2 separate regions of the Macaca mulatta genome follow, and region 2 is linked to region 1. A link is a contact called in public Hi-C data. All regions are on one chromosome and are shown on one strand. The core of a region is the stretch at or near the end of the contact, and the rest is flanking DNA. Distances in the headings are between cores, read along the strand shown.

The links. Hi-C and Micro-C count contacts between places; a contact is called where the count stands out from the background.
Region 2: a contact with region 1 is called in a Hi-C map of fetal cortex germinal zone, with 2.3 times the contacts expected there. The contact joins the promoter of KLF4 here to the enhancer-like site in region 1. A contact is called at or near these places in 4 of 14 Hi-C or Micro-C datasets (cortical neurons, fetal cortex germinal zone, fetal cortical plate and 1 more).

The regions. Positions count from the first base shown.
Region 1 is chr15:50,745,087-50,752,990 of T2T-MMU8v2.0, forward strand. The region is part of intron 4 of LOC144334854 (a long non-coding RNA gene); the gene reads right to left. Among named protein-coding and RNA genes, the nearest start is that of KLF4, 150 kb to the right of the region's middle. Within about 2 kb of position 5,100, at least 28 of the 40 cell types and tissues checked have an H3K27ac peak or open chromatin away from gene starts, as enhancers often do. A contact at or near this core is called in fetal cortex germinal zone and fetal cortical plate, where this site is marked.
Region 2 is chr15:50,896,497-50,904,400 of T2T-MMU8v2.0, forward strand. KLF4 (KLF transcription factor 4) reads left to right here and starts at 4,366. Exons shown (of 5, transcript NM_001142793.2): 1 at 4,366-4,680; 2 at 4,795-4,915; 3 at 5,581-6,553; 4 at 6,653-6,817; 5 at 7,855-7,904. The coding sequence starts at 4,676.

The DNA of each region.
Region 1 (7,904 bases), core at 3,850-6,349:
TAAAAGTAATAGCAAAAATTGCAATTACTTTTGCACCAGGCTAATAGCTTTTATTCTCTTCTCCTCTGCCTCTATGCTCTTACCCTGTCCCAGCCCACATCTGCGGAAGCTGGCCTCTTGAGCTGGCTGCTTATAGCTGGGCCATGGCTACTAATGGTCACATTAACAACTTGTATTTGGCCATGACATCACAAAGCCCTCCTAACATATATAGACCCATCTGACATATATCAACATCTTGTGAAGTAGGCATGGCAAGTACTTCATTCATCCCCATTTTACAAATGAGTACATAGAGGCTCAGAGAGGTGATATCACTTGCTAGGCCCACTCAGCTAGTAACTGGCTATCAAATAAAGCTACCCAATTTCCCTAAGTTCCAATATGTAGGCAGAATATGACCCTGATGAGGATGTCTGGCTATGGGTCATCTGGAGGTAACAAGAATGCAAGGGAGATAACTGCCCAAGAAATGTCATTTCTGCCAAAAATCAAACCTAGCTCTGCCTTTGCTGCCAGCAAGAATGTAAGGGCAGGCAATATGTCTGTCATTCCCCAGGGCTTGTCTCAGGGTCCCTGCCCACGTCACCTTTCCACTGATGTCTGAAAGAATGTCATAAAGTTCTTGTTTCTGATTCTCTTCATGGTCAAAGGTGAAAGTGGGAAATAATCTCACAATAACAATTACCTAGCTCCAAGACATTTCTGTAGGAAGAAGGAACATTAGGAGGGAGTGAGATCTGCCTGGGTTGTAGGTTGGACCCTCACTCACAGACTATGTGACACTAGGCTCATACTTAGCACACTCTGTGCCCCAACTTGGCCACTTGGGGATAAAGTAGGTTGGATAAAGTGACGCTTCAGTGTTTCCACCACACCCATTCTAAGAATCCCAGACTCGCCTGTAATCCCAGCACTTTGGGAGACCAAGGCAGGTGGATCACAAGGTCAGGAGATCAAGACCGTCCTAGCTAACACGGTGAAACCCCATCTCCACTAAAAATACAAAAAATTAGCCGGGTGTGGTGGCAGGTGCCTGTAGTCCCAGCTACTCGGGAGGCTGAGTCAGGAGAATGGCATGAATCTGGGAGGTGGAGCTTGCAGTGAGCCGAGATCACACCACTGCACTCCAGCCTGGGTGACAGAGTGAGACCCTGTCTCAAAAAAAAAAAAAAAAAAAAAAAAAGAATCCCAGACTCCAGCATCTTCATACCATCAAGATTGTCTAAATTGATAGAGATGGCATAAAGCTAAATCATTGGGATCCATATCTTTTTATCTCTTCTGCTTCCAGATCCTCGGTCTAGTTGCTTGTTAGGGCAATAAGAATGTACTTTTCCTACTTAGTTTTTCCTACGTAGCTGTGTTACTCTGAGCAAGTATCTAACCTCTTTGAGTCTCAGATTTCTCATCTATACAATGGAAATAATAACAATATTTATATTACTGGGCTGCCAAATGGCTAGATCTGTGTGTATATGTGTGTCTGTATGTGTGTGTGTGTGTTCATGAATATATGCTTGGTGGGGTAGGGATGGGGTGGGATCTTTGTATCCAAGTTGACCTGAGACTGGCTCTCCCACTTTTGGGATATGAAACCTTTGCTAGTCACCTCCTCTCCTTCAGCCCCTCTCCCTCTCCCTCATCTCTTGTGGGTAGGGATAATAATGTTAGGCTGATTCAGTGACACAAAGGGAGAAGGAGCTTAGAGTTATACAAATCACTGCATCATCTCATTAAATCAAGTCAGAAGTGGCGCTCTGGAGGCTGGGAGTTGGGGGACATGCATAAGGCCCTAGAGTACTCCATAATCCTGTCAGATAGGCTGTAATTTCCCTAGAGAAGGGTTCTTGGTCCATTCATTCTTTTTTATCTCTTTTGAGATGGAGTCTAGCTCTGTTGCCCAGGCTGGAGTGCAGTGGCGTGATCTCAACTCACTGCAACCTCCGCCTCCTGGGTTCAAGTGATTCTCCTGCCTCAGCCTCCTGAGTAGCTGGGATTACAGGTGCCTGCCACCACACCCTGCTAATTTTTGTACTTTTAGTAGAGACAGGGTTTCACCATGTTGGCTAGGCTGGTCTCGAACTCCTGACCTCAGGTGATCTGCCTGTCTCAGCTTCCCAAAGTGCTGAGATTACAGACGTGAGCCACCAAGCCTGGCCTCATTCGTTCTTTTATTCTTTCAACAAACATTCACTGAACCTTTCCATGAGTTAGGGCTCTATGTACTCTTAGGACACAAAGTCAAACAAGATACAGTCCCTGTGTGGAGAAGCCCACACTGGAAGGTGCCCTTCCAGTGAAAGAGACAGGCAGGTCAAAAGATCGCTGGAGTCCAACATACACCACTATGGGAGTCTGAGTGGAGAGCAAGGCATGGAAGACAGAGGAGGCTGGCTCTGAGTAAAAAAGTTGGGACCGCTTTGGAGAAGCAGTAGTACTGTATCTGGGCTTTGAGTGGGAAGAAGTTCACCAGGCAGTGATGAGAGGAAAAGAACATTCCCAGCAGAGAAGAGGGCAGGTCTAAGAGCATGGGAGGCCCAGAGGGCTGTGGGGAGTTCACTGAGGGGATGGGGAGAAGTTTGGTATAAACACATGATGATGGCCAGGTGCTGTGGCTCATGCCTGTAATCCCAGCACTTTGGGAGGCTGAGTGGGGGGGTGGATTGCTTGAGGTTAGGAGTTTGAGACCAGCCTGGTCAACATGGTGAAATCCCGTTTCTACTAAAAATACAAAAATTAGCCAGGCATGGTGGCAGGCATCTGTAATACCAGCTACTCAGGAGGCTGAGGCAGGAGAATCACTTGGGATCACTGGGAGGTGGAGGCTGCAATGAACGGAGATCGCGCCATTGCATTCCAGCCTGGGCGACAGAGCAAGACTCCGTCCCAAAAGAAAAATAAATAAATAACAGACAGGGAGACGCCAAAGTGGCTAGGTGGAGCAGTGGCAGGAGTAGGGACACTTTCACCCAACACAAAGACATCAGGAAATGACTAGGAAGAGATGAGGCTGCCCACTGGGATTGCAGAGCACAAGAAAAACATCAGAGATGGAAAATGTCCCCACAAGAAGTGTAAAACAGGCCGGGCACGGTGCCTCACGCCTGTTATCCCAGCACTTTGGGAGGCTGAAGCGGGTGGATCACCTGAGGTTGGGAGTTCGAGACCAGCCTAGCCAACATGGAGAAATCCCATCTCTACTAAAAATACAAAATTGACCAGGTGCGGTGACGCAGGTCTGTAATCCCAGCTACTCGGGAGGCTGAGGCAGGAGAATGGCTTGAACCCGGGAGGTGGAGGATGCAGTGAGCTGAGATCGTACCATTGCACTCCAGCCTGGGCAACAAGAATGAAACTCCAAGAAAAAAAAAAAAAGAAGTTGAAAACAGAGCTATGATGCACTTCTTGGTGAGTGGTATAACCGCAGGTATACTGGATAAAACCAAAAAGTATGCTTGGCTCAAATTACTACAGCTTAGGAGTGTCAAGCATTGAGGGGAACTAAATCACCACAAGATTTATGAGTGTGCAGGGGAGGGAGGAAGGTTCAGGTTGGGGGACATTGTTCTCACCATAAGCAGCAGGGAAGGAAACCAAGTCTTTGGAACCAGTCGTATTCCTCTGAGGCTGTACAAACTCAGCCTTGATATGACCTTTTCTGGAGGCTCAGGAAGAAAGAAAAAACGTGCCTTCATGGTAAAGAGGTATCAGACCAATTAATAAGGCAGATTCGAAAGCTTCTGAAATGTCCCCAAGCAAGAAGTCAGGTGCTGAGTTCACCTGCTCTACAGACAAGAAAAATGCTTTTTCGGTTCCTATTTAGATAAAGCTGGACATAAATCATTCTTTGAAAAGGTGTCTTGGGTGCCTTTCATGGTGGGGGCTCAAGCACTTTCCAAACATTGCCTCATTAATCCTGGTGGACACGAAGAGAAATAGCCTTGACAGACATCACTTTTGGTGTCACTGAACAGATGTGACTAAGTAACTGGCCTCCAACTTTAAGACACATGCGAGTTCCTGCTGGATGTGATACAAGATCCTCCCTGCTCACTGGCTGTTAGCTACTCTGCCCTGTGGCCTAAGGGAGGGTGAGTGTGTGTGTGTTTATACACACATACGTGTAAGCACTTTTAGTCTTAATTAAACTATGGACAGAAAATGGGGCAGCAGCCACTAGTGTTATTAGCTAGGTGGCTGGGATACATATTACTGGGAAATCTATATTCTCTTCTGAAACTGCCAGATTTTTGCAAGCATTTTCCCCATTTCGCGGTGGGGAGGCTGCTGTTGTCCTTGGTAAATGCTTTTTGTTTATTTCCAGCCCTTCCAACATGTTGGCAAATGATTGCAATATGAACTTCTAATCCGAAAAGGGGGGTGAGAAAGGGGCACTGAGAAGAAGGGAAAGTTATAACAAACTCAAGTGACCGACACCCCAGTTTTACTTGTCCCTTTGGACTTATGTAGGAGTTGGGTCCAGTTTGGTGTTTCAAAGGAGGGAAAACATATAAAAGTACGAGGTGCCTTAGAAATGGAAATCTTCTGATGCGGCCTCTTCCTTTCTTTTTAATAAAGAAGGTAAAAGAAAAAAAAAAGAAGAGAGAGAAGACAGAGAGACAGTGACAGCCAGAGAAACAGAAAGAGAAAAAGTGGTGGGGAGGGAGGGCAAGAGGGAGAAGAGGAAGGACAGGAAAAGAAAAGAAGCAAGGAAAAGAGAAAGAAGAAAAAAAGAAAGAGAAAGATGAGAGAGAGAGGAAAGAGAGAAAAGAAAAAGAAAAGAAAGAAAAGAAAAGAGAGAGAGAGCGAGAGAGAGAGAGAAGAGAGAGAAAGTAAGGAAGAGAGAAGGCGAGTGCCCCGAGGGAGTCGGGCAAAAGCGAAATCCCGGCTTCCTACCCGGGAGAGCCGGAGAGCCGAGTTTTCCGCAGCGGCCGCGGGCTCGGAGCTTTTAAGGGTTTCTAATCCTGGAAGGCTGTCTGACATCACCCCGTTTCTTGTCGGCTGATGTTTCGTACAAGCCTCTCATTTCCTCAGTGTGTTCAGAGCCACCAATTACTGCAACAGTCTCGTGTTTATGTTTGCGCGCGCTCTCCTGCCTCGCTGGCCCTCCGCCTGGGAGGCTGCGCTTCCCTCCGACGCGCGGAGCCCAGAGGGGGTGGGTCGGGGGAGCAGGGAGGGGGGAATCTGGATCAGGCATTGAAGAAAAAGGGAGGGGTCCCCCTTAATTTTTTTTCATTGACTTCAGCACCATGTGATCAGGAAGTCTGGCCTCCCTCCATTTCCCCTCCCGACTAAAGGGAAACATTGTGTAGCAGCCGCCTGGGCCACCGGTGGGATGGCCTTCGCTGCCTGACGTAGGGAGATAAAAATAACCGGCATATTTAAGGCAGGATCAGGAATCCCGGCGCTCACACGCGGCCTGGTCAGTTCCCGAGGCCGGCAGGCAGCGCAGCCTGCGGGGAGGCCCCGCGCTCGTCTGTGCGCGCCCGACCGCAGGCCGTGCCAGCGCGTACGACCGGACCCCGACCCTGACCCCGACCTTGACCTCGGGACCCGGGCCGATTCAGGCCTGGCCGAGCCTCCCAGATTCCCCAGAGAGGCCGAGCAACACCGGCCCGAGGCAGTCTGGCTCGGGCTCGCTGGGCTGGGCCTGGGTTCTGTGTCCTGCCTCTCTCGAGTGGAGAAGGAAGGATGCCGTGACAAAGGGACGGTGGTGCGAAGTTTGATGCTGAGGGGGGTTTACAGAGCCTCTGTCTCAAGAGAAGGCGCACTAGGTGCCACCAAAAAAGCCACTTGTTTCTAGCCAGGCCCCCAAACTCAGACCCACCACTGTGTGCACAAACTCTCAAATCAAATCTACCTTCTCTATCCCCACTTTCCCTTCCAACTGCACATTGCAAAGATTTGCAAACATGTGGCAGGGCTAGAAATAAACAAGAAGCATTTAGCAGGCAAAAGGCACTGATGTGTTTCCACGTTCATGCTCTCCTTGAAACCTCAACCCACACTACGCAGGAAGTTCTGTTATCCTTATCTTACGAAAAGGGAAACTGAGGCTGGGGAGATGGAGCCACACACGGGCAATGCTTTCCCTACCACCTCAGTGGCCTCTCGAAACTGCATGGCATTGACACATTGCTTTATCATTCTGGAAATCACCTCCCTTCTCTTCTTCCTCCTCCCTAAATAAAATTATTACCAAGCAAAAACAATGATGGTAAGCTTTCACTGACCTATGAAATCTCAGCTTTGCCCTAACCCTGGGGCATAAAGAAGTTTTTACATACAATTAATAATGGGAAATCTCCCCGCCTTCTGATGTCTAAAGTAACAAGATGTTTCAAAATTCCTGGCAGCTTTTCACCTAAAAACCAGATGTGCTGATGAAAAATGAACAGACGTTCACCCCTAATCTTTTCGGTATTACAGATAGCAAATACCTATTTATCTGGGTAGAAGAGGCAAAGAACTTTCATTTGGGGTGATTTGGGAATATTTAACCACCTTTGGGAATGGAGACCCCGGAGTCTGGCAAGATTTTTCTGAATCTAAGCACCCAGCACAATGCCTAAGACTGAAAATACTCAACCCGTAATTGTTGGATTGAGTGAATGGAGGGGTTGTGCAAAGTGACAAGCAGCACTTAAAAACACATTGGGATGCTGTATGCTGGTCATATCTTTAGTGATCATATAAGCATGATTTCATTTAGTCCTTATAACTACCCTAGTCTGCAGGTATCATTATCATCCCTGCCTTGCATGTAGGGAAACTGTAGTGCACAAAAATTGCCCAAGGTAACACAACTGGGTGCTGGAATTTGAACTCACGCAATCTGACTGCAGAAGCCAAGTTCTTCACCACTAGACTAAATCCAAAGAGTTGCGCCATGAGATGTCAGAGAAAGGGACGTATTATTTACTAAGCACCTCTTTTGATTCAAGTTCCATGCTTACTACTGGAGAGGTGGGTCAGACACTGCAGGCTCCAGGCTCTCAAAGAGGTGACTCCGGAAGCAAGACTGGACTTCAGACTCCTTGAAAGTAGCCCTAGTTATCATTCACCTCTATCTTGCCAAACATCAACTTATCACAAATGTCTGTTGAATTGTTCTCCCTGAGAGAAACTTTCTTTGACCACCGCCAACCGCAGCATATTTAGATCTCCTTCCTGTTTCCACATTAGATATGGCACATGCCTGCATTAAAGCACTTGTCACCCAGCATCTGAGCTTTTTGCTTACCTGCCTGCTCTCCCACTGGTCTAAGAGCACCTTGAAGGTAAAAATGGTGTCTAGAATAGTATAGACTCCAGAGCATGGTGGCCACTCACTAAATGCTTGCTAAATGATGAATGAATGCATATGAGACCTTCACTAGCCTCCCGTACAATGCAGGCCCCCTATCACCACAACACCCGATTTTCTCTGTTTCAGCACCCTGTTCTGTTGCCTCCTAGAATTTGTCACAGTTTATAATTTAATCTGTTTTTCTTCTCCCCCCATGAACTCATGAATGCAGGAACTGCCTCGCTTATGCCTGCCACCATAGCATTCCCAACATGTATTAAAGTGCCTCACACATTGCTGGCACTCAGTAAATACTTGTACAATAAATGAGTGAATGAATGAACGAATGAATGAATCAACAATAACTATTCCAAAGCCAGTCATAACTGAGTGAAGCCACTTGAAATAATGCCATTACCCAGATTGTTTTCATAAAGTGAGTGCCTTTTGTTTGGTGACCACGTCAAATCTAAGTCTCATCCATATTGATGATAAAAAAGACTTAAAAGGGGGGTGACTGAATGAGGCCCTTCTTCTCACACAATGTGGGCTGCAGTGACCACTATAGTTAGAGCCGCACACAGACTCCCTTTATGCCCCTCTGTTTTCATTA
Region 2 (7,904 bases), core at 3,116-5,615, 150 kb after region 1:
CCTGGGGAATACTGGTGATAGTAATAGCTACTATGTATTGAGTGTTAAGTCTGTGCTAAATACTTTACTTTAGATTATCTGATTTGATCCTCGTCACTCTAAGAAGTAGGCATTATTAATATCCCCGTTTTACAGAAGAGGAAACAGGCAAAGTGCAAAGTAAGGTCAGTAACTTGCCCAGCTACAAAGCAGCAGAGTCATGTTGGGAAACAAGGGTCAAAGCCCACTTTCCTGACCTCTAAAGTCTACACAAGACAGAGGGTAAAAAGAGGCTGGTGTTCACCAGGAGATGAGCGTGGAGGCTGAGAAAAGCTTTGCCACCTTGTGAAAGTTGCAAACTCCTTTTAGTTACTAGCAGGGATTTCATTTCAAAGCAATTTGGGTACTCAAAAGCATCTCGTTTTCACCTTTTTAAAAAGCAGTTTTTCAGGCCGGGTGCAGTGGCTCATGCCTGTAATCCCAGCACTTTGGGAGGCAGAGGTGGGTGGATCACCTGAGCTCAGGAGTTCGAGACCACCCTGGCCAACATAGTGAAACCTCATCTCTACTAAAATACAAAAAATTAGCTGGGCATGGTGGCACGTGCCTATAGTCTCAGCTACTCTGGAGCTTGAGGCACGAGAATCGCTTAAGCCCTGGAGGTGGAGGTTGCAGTGAGCCAAGATCACGCCACTGCACTCCAGCTTGGGCTACAGAATGAGATTCCGTCTCAAAAAAAATAAAAAAAAAGTAGTTTTTCTTGAGTCCTGTGGCAGTTATGCAGAGACACCCAGCCAGGGTGCAGCCAGGTCAAGGGGTGCTCTATGTGTCCAGACCCCATGCCCAGTTACGGGTCCTGAATCTTTCATCTGAAACATGGATGCAGCTTCTTCAGTCTATCGCACCCTTCCATGGCTCCACATTAATCCCCTAGTACTAATGGTGTTCATCACATCTTCTGCCAACTAATGCAGTTTGTGCTGGGAAAAAAATTATTTTATAACTCCAAGGATATTAATAATTAACTTCCAGTTCACAAAACTAGTAATATCAGTTTGTTGAAATAAAGTCACCAGTGTGTGTTTAATTCTTCTTTAAAGGGTGTCTTCTATTATTATTATTCTACAGTGCAATTTAGTCATCAAAGGTTTACTCAGCCTCATGTTTATAAATTATATAGGGCAAGGATTTAACTCTTCTGGCCCTACCTGTTCTGAAGACAGGGAGGGCCATAACCTTGTTGTCATACAGGGCACCTGCCTTGAAAGACTATTTGTGAACTTGAAGTTCCTTGCTTCTTTTAGAACTAACTCTGGGGTGAATATAGAGATTCCCCTTTATGACGCAATCAGAGGAATAACCAGAGTTGCCTGCCACCAAGAGAGACTGGCTTTTACAAGGCCGGTTGGAAACAAGTTCATCTTTTTCAATGGAGTTTCAGAATCTTGTCTTGATTATATGACATAATAATAGTGGCTTTCCACTTCATCTGTGCAATATTGTTTTTTCATTGTGGTGGTTACGGATAGTTTTTTTGAGGGGGAAGGGCTACTGCCTTAGAGAAATGAAAGTAGAGCAGAAATAATCTAGTGTGCTCCCTACCTAAGTTGGAAATTCCAAGTCCTGACCCACATGTTTACATCCCAAGGGAGATGGCTGCCCATCAAGGGCTCATCCACTGATTATCCCGGGTAAGGGACTTTGGCTTTCCTGAAAAAGTGGTGAGTTTTCCATGCAGCCCTCAAATCACAGCGTCCCAAGATGTTGCCATCACAATTAAAGGAGTAGGGGAGGAGGTGGCAGTTGTCTTCCTTTTTTGGTTCTTCCGTTTGAAAAGCGCTTAAAGTAAAAATCAGAGTTAAAGTAACTGGCCTGATCCTATGGGGGTGGGGTTGAACCCCTCGAGGCCATGGGAAGGGGGACCTCAGTTTCCCTGCCAAAACACTCCCCTCCCTCAGCTGCAGCCCTGGCAGCCCTTGGCCAGAGCCAAACTAGAGGATGGAAGTCACACTCAAGGGTGTCCGACTCTGGATCTTAAGAGGGATTCCTGGCGTTGGCAGGGAGGGCCTAGTCAATTCATTCTGGGCGAGATGCATTCCAAGAATGCTTCTGTGGTTGGTGAGGAGTGGAAAAATCAGGTATCACAAATATTCTGAGGAAACCTAATAGGTACCAGAATCGCAGGGTTCAAACAGGTGACAACGACAAAGGACGTTGGCAACTAGAACTCAAAAAGGGGTGAGCGCACTCTCTGCCCGGTGCCCGAGCTTCCATCCCTTTCCCCAGTCTCCCCTCCCTTTTCTTTCCTAGGTTGACACCAGGCTAAGCGCCAGCATTCACCGGTGAGGGGGCTCCGTGGAGAGGGGGGCGGAGCCCCGCGCCGCGCGCCCGAATCCAAAGTAAACACCTCGCCAAGCCTACGTTTAGAAAGTGATACCGAACACCACATTCACGTTTAAAAAAAAAATACTGTTTGCTGAGAAGATGAGAGCAAAACATTTCCCAGCTGGAAAATTACTGATCACAAACCAAGAGGAATGGGGGTTGGGGGGGGGCAGCGTTATAAGACTGAAGATCGCCGTTTCCTATTCCCTTCCCGGTGGGCGAGGACGCCTGCGGCGGCCTCGGTGTGCACTTTTCGGGAGCTAGGATCCTGGCACATAGTCACTTCCCAGCGAAGTCGGGGGGCCTGACCTACCCGGAGCCTGAGCCGAAGGAACGAGTTGTCCTTTGACCTTTACTGGCCATTTCACCTCTTTATGACTCAGTTTCTCATCCATAAAGAGGAAAGGAGAGTGCGTGGCTTGAAAAGTGTTTCGAGGCCGGGCGCAGTGGCTCACGCCTGTAATCCCAGCACTGTGGAAGGCCGAGGCGGGCGGATCACTTGAGGTCAGATGTTCGAGACCTGCCTGGCCCAGAAACTCCGTCTCTACGAAAAACAACAAAAATTAGCCGGGGTCGTAGAGCACGCCTGTAATCCCCGCTACTCGGGAGGCTGAGGCAGGAGAATCGCTTGAACCCAGGAGGAGGATGTTGCAGTGAGCTGAGATCGTGCCACTGCATTCCAGCCTGGGTGACAGAGCGAGTGTGTCCAAAAAGAAAAAGAAAGGAAAGAGAAAGAAGAAAGAAAGAGAGAGAAAGAAGGGGAGAGGGAGAGAGGGGGGGGGGGAGAGAGAGAGAGAGAGAGAGAGAGAGAGAGAGAGAGAGAGAGAGAAAGAGTGCTTCGAGACGGCTGGTTGAAAAGTGTCTCCGCGCCTCACAGTCCCTCTTCTCTCCCTCACCCCTTTGAGTAAATCTTGAGCCCTTTCATTCCCTTTCTCGCTTTTTAAAGTATCAAAACCATAACTCCCCACTCTTGCCTCTTTCTGCCTGTTCCCGGCGGAACACTCCTCTGGCCTTCTCCTGAGGCTCCCAGTTCACGCTGCACAGTGCTGGGCACCCGCTTCCTCTCCACACCCCTAGCGCCCCCCACCCCTCGGCAGAAGGGACCGCGAGGAACCGTGCGAGGTCAGGCCGAGCGCCGGCACGGGCACTGGCGCTGCGCGGCGAGAGCGGACTCCAGCGAGCGCAGGGAGGGAGGGGGAGACCGAGGGCTGGATGAGTCACGCGGATAATCGCGCTCTTCTCCAGCGCGCAGACAGCGCGGCAAGCGCGTATGCGAGCAGGGGTGGGGACGCGTGACCGTCCCGCCCGCTGACCCCACCAGTCTTCGCGGGCTTCGAACCCACGGAGCCGACAATGGCGGTGAGTACTGCCCTGGTCGCGCAGAGACCGAACCTGCGCCCGGTTCCTCGCGCCCAGCTCTGGGGCGGACGCCGCCGCCGCCGACACCACTGCCGCCGGCGTCAGCTCGGCTCCAGCCCGCCAGCTGCCCGGCTGGCGTCACGGCCCGGCCCGGCCCGGCCCCGCCCGCGCCCCTCCTTCCCCTCCCCCGCCCCCACGTGCGCCGAGTTTGTTGATTTAGCTGCCATAGCAACGATGGAGGGGAGCCTCGGGGGGGGCGGAGAGAAGAAAGGGAGGGGCGGGGCATGGGAGAAGGCGGAGGAAAAGGCTGTTAGCGAAGGAAGTTATAAGTAAGGAGCGCGCGCCGGCGGCCGGCAGTTCCCCGACCAGAGAGAGCGAACGTGTCTGCGGGCGCGCGGGGAGCAGAGGCGGTGGCGGGCGGCGGCGGCGGCACCGGGAGCCGCCGAGTGACCCTCCCCGCCCCTCTGGCCCCCCACCCTCGCACCCGCCCGTGGCCCGCGCCCATGGCCGCGCGCGTTCCACACAACTCCCCGGACTCCGCGCCCTGCGCCGCCAACCAGTTCGCAGCTCCGCGCCACCGCAGCCAGTCTCACCTGGCGGCACCATCCGCCCACCGCCCCGGCCACAGCCCCTGCGCCCACGGCAGCACTCAAGGCGACCGCGACAGCGGTGGGGGACGCTGCTGAGTGGAAGAGAGCGCAGCCCGGCCACCGGACCTACTTACTCGCCTTGCTGATTGTCTGTTTTTGAGTTTACAACTTTTCCAAGAACTTTTGTATACAAAGGAACTTTTTAAAAAGGACGCTTCCAATTTATATTTAATCCAAAGAAGAAGGATCTCGGCCAATTTGGGGTTTTCGGTTTTGGCTTCGTTTCTTCTCTACGTTGACTTTGGGGTTCGGGTGCCCCAGCTGCTTCGGGCTCCCGAGGACCTTTCTGGGCCCCCGAATTAATGAGGTAGGTGAGGCGCGCGGCGCTGGGAGCAGGGAGGGGTGAGGACCGGTGGGACGCGCCGGAACGACGGCCGAAAGCCGCCCCTGACTCTGTCTCTGCGCCCTGCCCGGCTCGCAGGCAGCCACCTGGCGAGTCTGACATGGCTGTCAGCGACGCGCTGCTCCCATCTTTCTCCACGTTCGCGTCTGGCCCGGCGGGAAGGGAGAAGACACTGCGTCAAGCAGGTGCCCCGAATAACGTGAGTATCGTATCACCCCGGGCCGCCGGGAACGCCCGGTGGGTTTCCGTGGGTGTGGTGGGGGCGGGCGGAGCTCTGGGGTCACTAAGCCACTGAACGAGGGTAAGGAGCGGCCACCGCGCGGACTCCGCAGCCTTCCCGGGTTAGCTTCCGTGCCCTTGGCTCAGCTGTACATGCCCGTGGTGCGAGCACTGCGGAGCCGCCTGGGGCGCAAGCCGGGTCTTCACCAGTCCCCGGGCGCCCTGTCGGTAGGGCGGGCGCGCGCAGGCCACCAGGCGGGAGGTGGCCGCATCCCCAGACACTGGCTGGGCCAGAGTGAGTTTAGCGCGTAGGCGGCCCCGTGGCTAGAGCGCACCGAGAGAGCCTCGGTGTGCCAATTCCGGGGACGTCCACGGGACTTGGCGGGGGAGGGACCAGCCGTGGCGCTCGCTCACACGCAATTGGGTAGACAGTACATAACGCCCGCGATACAGACGCATCACCTCTTCTCCGACCCGGGTGTGGGCCGAGATTGCAGCCCTGGCGCCCTGGGTTCCCGGGTGATTGCTGCCTGACCAGTCCCCATGTCTGGGCGGTGCAGTTGCGTGTGGCCCGCCAGCACGTCGGTATGTCGGGTGGCAACAGGGGACCACCACTGACGGGCCTCTCCCGCCCTGTCCCCTCAGCGCTGGCGGGAGGAGCTCTCCCACATGAAGCGACTTCCCCCGGTGCTTCCCGGCCGCCCGTATGACCTGGCGGCGGCGACCGTGGCCACAGACTTGGAGAGCGGCGTAGCCGGTGCGGCTTGCGGCGGTAGCAACCTGGCGCCCCTACCTCGGAGAGAGACCGAGGAGTTCAACGATCTCCTGGACCTGGACTTTATCCTCTCCAATTCGCTGACCCATCCTCCGGAGTCAGTGGCCGCCACCGTGTCCTCGTCAGCGTCAGCCTCTTCCTCGTCGTCCCCGTCGAGCAGCGGCCCTGCCAGCGCGCCCTCCACCTGCAGCTTCACCTATCCGATCCGGGCCGGGAGCGACCCGGGCGTGGCGCCGGGCGGCACGGGCGGAGGCCTCCTCTATGGGAGGGAGTCCGCTCCCCCTCCGACGGCTCCCTTCAACCTGGCGGACATCAACGACGTGAGCCCCTCGGGCGGCTTCGTGGCCGAGCTCCTCCGGCCAGAATTGGACCCGGTGTACATTCCGCCGCAGCAGCCGCCGCCGCCAGGTGGCGGGCTGATGGGCAAGTTCGTGCTGAAGGCGTCGCTGAGCGCCCCTGGCAGCGAGTACGGCAGCCCGTCGGTCATCAGCGTCAGCAAAGGCAGCCCTGACGGTAGCCACCCGGTGGTGGTGGCGCCCTACAACGGTGGGCCGCCGCGAACGTGCCCCAAGATTAAGCAGGAGGCGGTCTCCTCGTGCACCCACTTGGGCGCTGGACCCCCTCTCAGCAATGGCCACCGGCCGGCTGCACACGACTTCCCCCTGGGGCGGCAGCTCCCCAGCAGGACTACCCCGACCCTGGGTCTTGAGGAAGTGCTAAGCAGCAGGGACTGTCACCCTGCCCTGCCGCTTCCCCCCGGCTTCCATCCCCACCCGGGGCCCAATTACCCATCCTTCCTGCCCGACCAGATGCAGCCTCAAGTCCCGCCGCTCCATTACCAAGGTCAGTCCCGGGGATTTATAGCTCGGGCTGGGGAGCTCTGTGTGTGCTGGCCCCTTGGGGCACAGGGGATGATGCTCACCCCACCTTCTCCACCCCTAGAGCTCATGCCACCCGGTTCCTGCATGCCGGAGGAGCCCAAGCCAAAGAGGGGAAGACGATCGTGGCCCCGGAAAAGGACGGCCACCCACACTTGTGATTACGCGGGCTGCGGCAAAACCTACACAAAGAGTTCCCATCTCAAGGCACACCTGCGAACCCACACAGGTAGGGGGACAAACTGCGGAAGCAAGGGGTTAGCTTCCAGCCCTATGGGGCTACCAGTGGACACTCCTCAGTGCTTCCTTGGCTTCCCAGGGCAGTCTATCACCTTGATCTCTGGGATCACTGGGGAGGACAGCGAACCGGCGCCTACTTTTCTTCCTAGCCTTTTGCTTGATGGATGGTATCTGTGCTTGAATGTGCAATTTTGTTTGGCCTTTAAAAGGCAGAGATTCCCCGCGGTCTGTGGGCCTCTCCTAGCTTGGGCATTGTAATCAAGAAATTATACTTTGCTATGCAAAAGCATGATGGCTTTTTTTTAAACTAGGTTTTTAATGTTACCTTCCCAGGTTCACCCTCCCTTTCTATTATTTTGAATTTTGGTCTTAACAATTCGGTCTTATTTATTTTTTGTTATTTGTTTTGATTTGCATTTTTATTTTTTTTCCCCCACAAGCAGAAGGTTTTATTTTAAATTCCAAGAATATGATGGTCAAAATTGCTGAGGAGATTCTGATTTAGGATTGTCACTGCAGAGCATTTCCATGTCAATGTAAGTAGGTACTCAAAGTCACTTAGGCGCTTAGCATTCAGTAAGGTAAAAGTAAAGAAAACAAAATTGCCACCTGTGGCTTTTTATCCCCAATCGTAGTAGGAATAAGATTGCCTGGTTTGCACACACCACCAATCACAATTTGCAAATTTCATTTTCACCACTGACATGTCTTGACTCAAAAGAAACATTAGTATAGGTTTAGGTGGCGTGTTTGTGTGTTTTTGGTGAAACATTAGTATAGGTGTAGGTGGTGGTTGTGTGCTTAACTGACCCCCTAAAAACAAGACCAAATAAGTAACTTAAGACACGGAATGTATTCCTGTTTATGACATGGAATTCAATACAGCCCGTCAGTGGTATAAAGACTTTTCCTGGATTCCTTTAGGATAGGGTCAGAGTTGGTTTAGTATCTGGCCTTCAGTTTTTAAAAGGGCCCATTCTTTGATATAGCAGTGGCGTTAATTTTTTTTTTCTTTTGCCTTTACAGGTGAGAAACCTTACCACTGTGACTGGGACGGCTGTGGATGGAAATTTGCC